Regions from separate parts of the Zea mays genome. Here region 2 is linked to region 1. A link is a contact called in public Hi-C data. All regions are on one chromosome and are shown on one strand. Each heading gives the region's core, a stretch centred on a gene start, on an enhancer-like site or on the middle of the called end of the contact. The rest is flanking DNA. Distances are from core to core; before and after follow the strand shown. Region 1 holds the start of LOC100191874. Region 2 holds the start of LOC100285855 (protein YIF1A).

Region 1 (4,259 bases), core at 634-3,133:
CTTTAGAAACCTTAGCAGGTTGCTTAGCATTAAGAGTATTCTATGAAAGCCTCATAGTGGATCCCTAGCCACTCACCTCGGAAGTGTTTACGGGTTTTGGCCGACCCAGGCTAGAGGGGATACACGGCTTGTGGGTAAAGTTGTACCAGCTCTGCAGAGTGTAAAACTGATAAATCAGCCGTGCTCACGGTTATGAGCATCCTGGACTCCTCACATGATAATTGAACTTGAAGATGGAAATAAATCGAGATCCGATGATCTGCCAATGGTTTGCTTAAGTGGTTTCACTTAAGTGTTTTTGACATACTCTTATACCTTTGTTTAATGGGAATACTTGGGATTCACACTTATTAGTAAGTCAAGTGTTGTTAATAAAATGTTGACCAACTAAAATGCTAACCGCATTTAACTTTAGCCTTACCTTGTTACCTTGCATTTTGATGTCCATGTTTCGCTGTACTTTGATGAATAAAGGTTAAGACATTATGTCTGTTCAAAGTGTAATATGTTAATATAATCGTTATTTACGCTTTTATGCATTGTTCTTTTGATATATTACACTTGTGGCATCAACATATGTGTGGAAATAGATCCTGGCACACATATGCTATGCACCCGGCTCTGCCCCTTAGAAACGGGTGTGACACTACCAGTGGCGGAGGTGGAGTCGGATGGCTTCGTATCTACAAAAAAACATATTACTTTCAATAAAAATTTCGGCAGCACCTCCCCTATATGGTGAGGTTTCTAAAACCTGAAGAGAAACGAACAACACGATGGGTGACATACACATTCACTTATCTAACTAGTGGTATGTAACTAAGTACACAAACTAACTAGCAACTTTGTACTAAAGTAAACAAAACTAAACTAAACATATTAAACAAAAATAAACTAACTATACTAAACTAATCAAAACTAAACTAACTAAGTCCACAAACAAGTACAAAAACTAACTAGCAAGTTTGTATGAAAGTAAACCAAACTAAAATATATACTAAACAAACTAAATAACTACACAAAACTAAACTAAATATACTAAACTTAATAACTAAAGTAAACTAAAATATATACTAAACTAACCTAGAGTAAAATTTGTAACTAAACTAACATTTATACTTAACTAAACCTAGAGTAAAGTTTGTACTAACCTAAACTAAACCTAGGCGTGCGACATTGACCTCAAGGAGACGAAGGTGCGACAACAAGGCAAGGCGACGTTGGCGAGGCGATGGCGTGCTTCCGGACCGATGACGTCGCACGTGACGGTCGCGTGGAGGCTCGTGGCAGCGCGGCGCTCGAGGGCGACGACGCGGGTGCTCGGGGCGGCGGCTCATCACGACGCTCGAGGCTGGCGTCGGAGCGGGGATCGGGGCGAGGCCTGCGGTGGTGAAGCACAAAGATTGGGCGGTAGCAGTGAGTGAGCGAAGGTGAGGGAGAGAATGGGAAGGAGGAGCTCAGTCCGAGCCTAAATCCTAGCCTCGCGCCAAGTTTTATGATGCCGAGCTAGGGGACCACGATGGTGTTGCGTTAGCATTATCCGCCAGCGCGACACGTACCTCGGTGCCACAGACTATGACGCTGAGACGTGATACCTCAACGCCACGGGCTGTGGCGACGAGCAAAAGGTCCAAAAACAATATTAATTCGTCCAGAAATCTAAACGCGATTTTTTAAAAAAAACTAAAATACAAAATATCCGGACATGGACACAACCTACTCGACCGAACAGCGGGCATATGGGCCAAAGCCCACCTGGCAGAGATCATGAGGGGGAAGGCCCGTCTAGCCCAGCCCAGCCAAGCCCATCCCATCCCCACGAGGACAAAGCAGAGCAAGGTCCTCCGGGCCCCCATAGCGTCCCGCAACCCTCCGGGCCCGGCGACACAAGGCAAGGAAAAAAAAGGATGGCTCTCCGGCGCAACGCCGGATCCCTCGCGCTCCGCGCCGCCGCCTACCTCCGCCGCCACCGTCCCCATCCTCCTCCCCCACTGGCCCTCGCCGCCCCCGCTCCCACTCCCATACGCTCCCCGCTGGCCCCGCCTTTCCGGCACTTCGCTGCTCCGCCTGGTACTCAGGTAGGCACCCCTCTTCGCTGCTGCCTCCGTTCACCCCGCCTTCCCTGCCGCGCTGCCTCGTGACCGTGGGCTTTGTGGTGACCCGTTCCGTCCCGTTTCGGTTTTGAAGACCAATAGGAAGCGAGGCAAGGAGGAGGACGATGCCAGCGCGGGCCCGCGCATGAACAACGCCATCGCCGCTCCCTTCGTCAGGCTCGTCATGGATGAAGGCCACAACATTCTCCCCCGGCATGAAGCCTTGCAGCTTGCGATCAGGATGGACATGGACTTGGTTGAGGTACACTGTCTTCCATTCCATATGCTTATCTTGGATTCATTTTTCTTTTCCCTAACCATAGGTTACATATCGTTATGACACTGTTTGAGTAATTTGATCCCTGCAGTTGCAGCCAATTGATGTTGCTTATAGTAGTACCAAATATTAGATACTGTGACATTACAGACATCGTGTTACTTATACGTACCCACTTCACATAATAAGCATGTAGTGCTGATGTATATCACACAAGAAATAAAAAGTTTGCTTGTAAAAGTAGAACACATTACACACATGCCTTTTGGTGTGATAGTCTTGTAAAATTATGTAAATGTGGATGACAAACTAGGCTCGTCACAGGTCCATATTATACAGTAGCGACCCGACAACAACCATGTGCCAGATTACAGAAAACAATTAGCAGCTTAAAGTACAAGTCAAGGAACTAACAAGAATATCTCTATTTTCTATACACAACTTTAGAAGAGTACTAACTTGCTGATAGCTGTGGTGATGCATACCATAAAGAAGATATATATACCATACAGGAGATATGCACATACTTATCTAACAAGCCTTCATGTAGGTTTTCTTTTCTTGTGAGCCTCTCCACATTTGCGGGGGAAGGCTCGCCTCAATTTATCCCTTCTCCAGACCATAATTTTCAGATCGCCTGATCGCATGATCGATCCCACTGGGCGATTAGGCGTCGATCAAGGCGATTAGTCGCCCCTGATCGACCCTAATCGCCCCCCTGGCCGTCCTGTGTATTCCAGGATAGTCATATATATAACACTATATATAGTATATACTATAGAGACTTGCAGTAGTATAAATAGTCCAATATTCAATACTTGAATAGTCCAAAACAGCAGTACATCCAGCTTACTAGATCAGTACAGCAGCAACAAGTTTATTCAATACTTGAATAGTTCATAATAGCACAGCATCAACAAGTTTATATGAAACCGCAAGTCTACAACTTACTAGATCAGTAGACCATGACCAAGAAGGCTTCAGATGAGGAGCTCATCTCCAGTCCCTATGTTCTCTTTTCTCCCAGGCGATGTAGAGAGAAAGGTGTTGCCGTGTTGGAGCCTTGGAGGGAGAGAGAAGGGTGAAAGGAGAGGGAAGGGAGCTGGGAAGAGAGAAGGGTGTTTTTTGATTTTCTCCCAGCCGTCAGGGAAAATGAAAAGATAGGTAGAGCTAGGGGGCTAGCTCTATTAATCATGGGCAGTCAGTCAAACAGACTGTTGGACTACCCGAGCACAAACTGGACTGTTGGGGCCAGTCTAGACTGTTGGACTACCTCTATTAATCGCAACTGATCGGCTCGTAGGCGATTAATCATTCCATATCGTCACCTAATCGGACGATATGGACAATCAGTAACACTAATCGAGTCAAATGCCCTAATCGAGCACAGAGAAACGATCAGCCTGACTAATCGTGATTAGTCGGATGATCTGAAAACAATGCTCCAGACCAAATCCATGTTGGAACTACCCTTGTGCTTTTGGGTGCTTGGTGTAGTAGTGACTGGCAGGAGCTGTCTCAATGAGTCACCACTCACCAGATCACGGCTTCGTGGTAGGCTCTCCGCATTTGCATGGGGAAAGACTTGCCTCAGTTTATCTCTTCCCCAGATCCCGCTCATGTGGGAGCCTCCGGCAGTGGGTCTGCCATGTGCTTTTGGATGCGATGTGGGATATTGACAGATATCGGATGAAATGCATTCTAGGAAGACCGCTTTCCTTGTATTTCTCCAAATGAATGTCCTGTCATTGTCAATCTAGAAGCGAAACAAGCTTGCTAGTGTCTTCTTATTATACTTACTAGGTATATGCCCGTGCGTTGCCACGAGGCGAAGGAGCGGGTGGATCGGCGCCTAGACTACAAATATAATTATTGTTTATTTCTAAACA
Region 2 (4,327 bases), core at 20-2,519, 630 kb before region 1:
CTCTGTGTCTCCAGTCGGCACCGACGGTGACGGGAGCAAGATGGGGAGGCCACACTCGACCTCCGGGAGCAGTACAACCACCATCCAACAGTGGGCCACACAGAACTGCACATTGTGCACTTGGACACGACTTGGAGCGGTTGCAGCTACAGGCGATGCTTGGCCGGTGGTGTACGCCTCCAACAATGCATCGTCGATGACACGAAGAACTTCGCGTAGACGACGAATACGAAGAGGAACGGTAGGCATCGTACCTTTCTGTCGTTCTAGAGCTCGAGGCCTCCAACCTTCTTCTTTCTCGTGTGAGCGTTCACTTTGCCTTTTCCCTCTATTCTCGCGAGTATGTTGATAACGCGTTGTAATATGGATTGCAAACAAGACGAAGAGAATGTAAATGACAAAACTATTTCTTTATTAAGGGATATAGTTTTTTTATATACAAAGTAAATGGTGTTTGTGAATAGACAACTGTTCACTGTTGTAACTGCTCGAGATAATCATTTTCAAAAAAAGAAGAAGAAAGAGACCCACGCCACGGCTAGACATGGCAATGGGTACCCGCGACCCGATACCCGATGGGTATTTACTCCATTAGGGTATGTATGTGGGCTAAATATTTTACCCGTAGGTCTGTTATTGGGCAAAAATCTTCACCTAATGGGTAAACGGGTATTAGAACGTTCCACCTTCACCCATACCCGTTAACCCGTGGGTATAAAATAACCAATATAAACTTATCCCAAGCATGAACTTGGACTTTAGTCATCCATCTTTTTTACTATTTAACAACCTTTTAGGCCATAATGTCATAGAAGGTTTAACGACTATTTAATGACCATGTAATGGAAAATGTAATGTGCTATGTAGTACTGTCCTAGTGTTATTACTTTATGTAATTATCTTTGGTGTGTTGAATGGATGGTTAAATGATGCTAAAAATTTTGTAATGGTATTTAGATGGATATACTTGACATTTGTATATATAATATTTTAATAGATGTTTAATTTTTTTGGTACATGTGACCCAATGTGTGACCCATACCTACATAGGTATGGGTACGGGGATAAATCAATACCAACGAGTGTATATGGGTAATTTAATGGAGTTATTTTTTTGTTATGGCTATGAATATGAGGTAGTAATACCGGAGAGCCGGAGGGAGGACATGGCTGGCGGCCCGCACCGAAGCAAATAAAAAAAAAAGAAAAAAAGAAAGAAAAAGTACCCGGGGCCCATAAAATAACTTTCCCGTCAATCGCGTGGACCTACCGACACCAGGAGGCGGAAGGAAAGAGGAACCCGCACAGTGGACGGACCTGTAGGCTCCCGAAAATCTCCCCGAGTCCGACGAGTCTCCGGCGGCCGCCCCCCTCTCCCTCTCGGATCTCTCCCTCTCTCCGCTCGCCGCGCCTCCATCGGTCCACTCAGGTATCTCGCGTCGATCCCGATTCCCAGCTCGCTCAATTGGACCCGAATCTCTCGCTCCGCTTCTCTGCGTTCGTTCGTGGTGCCCCGCGAAACCGCCAATCCCGCGGTTCTGTTAGGTTATTCTCCTCGCTCGCTCGCTCGCTCTTCAGCGCGGGGAAACCGACCGGTCTCGGTGCAACCCACGGGCTCTGGAACAGGCCCAATCGAGGTGCGGGCGCAGCTTGTCTTTGCACATGAACAGCTGATTTGGCTCTGTTTGGATGCATGGAATCTCTTCTTTGGTTACCATTTCCATGGTTTTGGAGCGGCAGCGTGGATCGTTTGGATCGAACATTAGCTGGAACTGAAACTATAGTCTTTTTGGGGTTTTAGAAAAAAATATAAACTCTAACATGTACTTTTTTTTTCCTGAATGGCTATGAATACTATAAAACTGTAGCTTCTTACCTGTTCATGTTTTTGATATATTTTTTACCGTACAATTTGGAACATGGGGAAGTGCCTAGTATTGATGTAGCTATTGAAGCAATCCAAGGAAAATTAGCAGAAATTTGCTGCTTTAATAATCGTAGAGGGGCGAATAATTTTTTTTGTATATCTGTCTATGTAGCAATAATTCTGTGTGCTCTATCAACAGACCTAATAAGGCATTTCGATTTTTATTACACGTATCGCTTCTTGTTCGCCTCCTCCAGCTAAATAGAATAGAAAGACCAAACAATAGTTTGCTATTTCTCTGCCTCTACAGAAATCAACATCAGTAGGGTGTGCAGTCAAACTATTAGCTGAACATATGCGTAAGTGTTTCTGCTTCGTTACATCTCAACAAGGATGGTTGATTTCCTTGTAGTTAAGGATAAATGGAATGCACAAGCGATGCTAGGATTAGAACATGATCTTGACTGCTATGAACCCCCCCCCCCCCCCCCCCTTTTTTACAAAAAAGGTCAACGGTTACGAGTACATTGGTTGGACTCTGTAACTGGAATTTGACTCCAGTTGATTAAATATTTTTTGTTTATACTTCCGGGAGATGATCTGTCAAATTCTCAGTTATGTTTACAGTTTGTCGATAAATTCTCTTCCAGATGTAGTGTAGAATGTAGGATAATTCCATTATAGTTTTGCATCCATTTTTTTAATCTGATGTTGAAGTTTGGTGCATGAAATTATTTTTATGATGATATGCTTGGGATTCTACGGTCGATGAGTAAGATAAGAGACTTCAACCAAGTTAAGTGCATTAAGGATGAATGGAAGCACCTTTTGGTGAAGGAGAATCGGATCAGAAATAGATGGCGAGACAGTAAAAGTAGGGTGTAAAGGATATAATATACCCAAAGATTTAGCTTTGAATATAAGTGCATGGAAAACAGTTATCCACGTGCCTGAATCTTGACTTGTTGTTTTTGTTGAGTTTTAACTCTAGCTTGCCTCAACTTGCTTGTAACTAAAATGTTTTATTGTTGTTGTGTATGTGCCTGGGGATTAATGAAAACTATAGAAGAACTTTCTGCCTTATCAGTGACCTAAATAGCTCCCGTATATTTAACCATGATTTATGTAACATCATGCTAATGTTTTGTTATTCTCATTTAGTCGTCTGCAAATATGTCAACTCTCTGTTATGAATTGTCATACTATCATTTTGGTCTAACCTCTTTTATACCTCTGCTTCTTCACTGCAGCCATGTATAGTAATTACGGGAATCCTTCGGGGATGCAGATGCCCCCGCAAAACTCTCAACCTGTCCAGTTTGATAATCCATTATACGGTGCAAGCTCGGGCCTAATCAGATCTGGGATAGGAGTATATGGGGAGAAGTTTTTGGGTTCTAGTTCAGAATTCATGCAAAGCAACGTACGGATCCTCCAACAGAACTTGTACTTTATTTCTGCTGTTTGCATGCATTCTCTAAATTATTGGTTCGATTCTTGCAGATCAATAGATACTTCTCCAACCCGCAGTATTACTTCCATGTGAATGATCAATATGTCCGTAACAAGTTGAAAGTTATACTGTTCCCGTTCTTTCACAGGGTATATCATAGTATTTCCTAATACCATTGAAATACAAGTCTGGTTGTTTAATCCCAGTGTACTGAGATAAACCGGTGTTTCTTCAATATCTTTGCAGGGGCACTGGACTCGAATAAGTGAGCCGGTCGGTGGCCGCTTGTCCTACAAACCTCCAATCTATGACATAAACGCACCAGATCTGTACATCCCTTTCATGGCATTTGGAAGCTTCATCATCCTTTCAGGGTTTACATTGGGTTTCATGGGAAAGTGAGTTGTCGGCAGTTATCCTTCAGCCTCCCAAAATGCTTCTGACCAATGCCTATAATTGACTGTACATGACACTTGTGCAGGTTTACTCCAGCAGCTATAAATCTGCAGTTTACAAGGGCGCTCATCGGCTGGGGCTTCCAGCTCATGGTCCTGAAAGGTCTGCTCTACTCGATGGGTGGTGGCGAGGTGCCACTGCTCGACTTGGTAGCGTACGGCGGTTATTTATTCGCCGGGCTATCGCTCGCCGTCGTCGCGAGGCTCGTGTGGGCGTACTCGTACTATGTGATGATGCCGTGGATGAGCCTGTGCATGGGGGTGTTCCTGGTGAGGACGATGAAGAGGGTGCTCTTCACGGAGATGAGAAGCAGCGAGAGGCACTCGTCGCGGCAGCACTACTTCCTTCTCTTCATGGCAATCGCACAGTTCCCCCTGTTCTTCTGGCTCGGCAGCATAGGTGCATGATACAGTTTTGTGTACTTTTCGCAGCATTAACGTTGCAAAAATGATATTGAAGTGTTTAGATGTGTTGTAAAGAAAAAAACAATTGGACAATGGTCTCAACAGCTTAGAGGTTGGCAGCTCTGCTTGTGAAGTTGTATGTGATCC

What was found. A called contact is a pair of places that touch in the nucleus more often than the background predicts.
Region 2: a Hi-C map of endosperm shows a contact between it and region 1, with 3 times the contacts expected there. The contact joins the promoter of LOC100285855 here to the promoter of LOC100191874 in region 1. A contact is called at or near these places in 3 of 25 Hi-C or Micro-C datasets (ear, endosperm and tassel).

What each region holds. Positions count from the first base shown.
Region 1 is chr3:109,666,252-109,670,510 of Zm-B73-REFERENCE-NAM-5.0, reverse strand. LOC100191874 reads left to right here and starts at 1,883. Exons shown (of 7, transcript NM_001137298.1): 1 at 1,883-2,078; 2 at 2,188-2,355. The coding sequence starts at 1,908.
Region 2 is chr3:110,296,483-110,300,809 of Zm-B73-REFERENCE-NAM-5.0, reverse strand. LOC100285855 (protein YIF1A) reads left to right here and starts at 1,269. Exons shown (of 5, transcript NM_001158745.2): 1 at 1,269-1,429; 2 at 3,118-3,290; 3 at 3,371-3,469; 4 at 3,567-3,718; 5 at 3,802-4,327. The coding sequence starts at 3,120. The coding sequence ends at 4,183.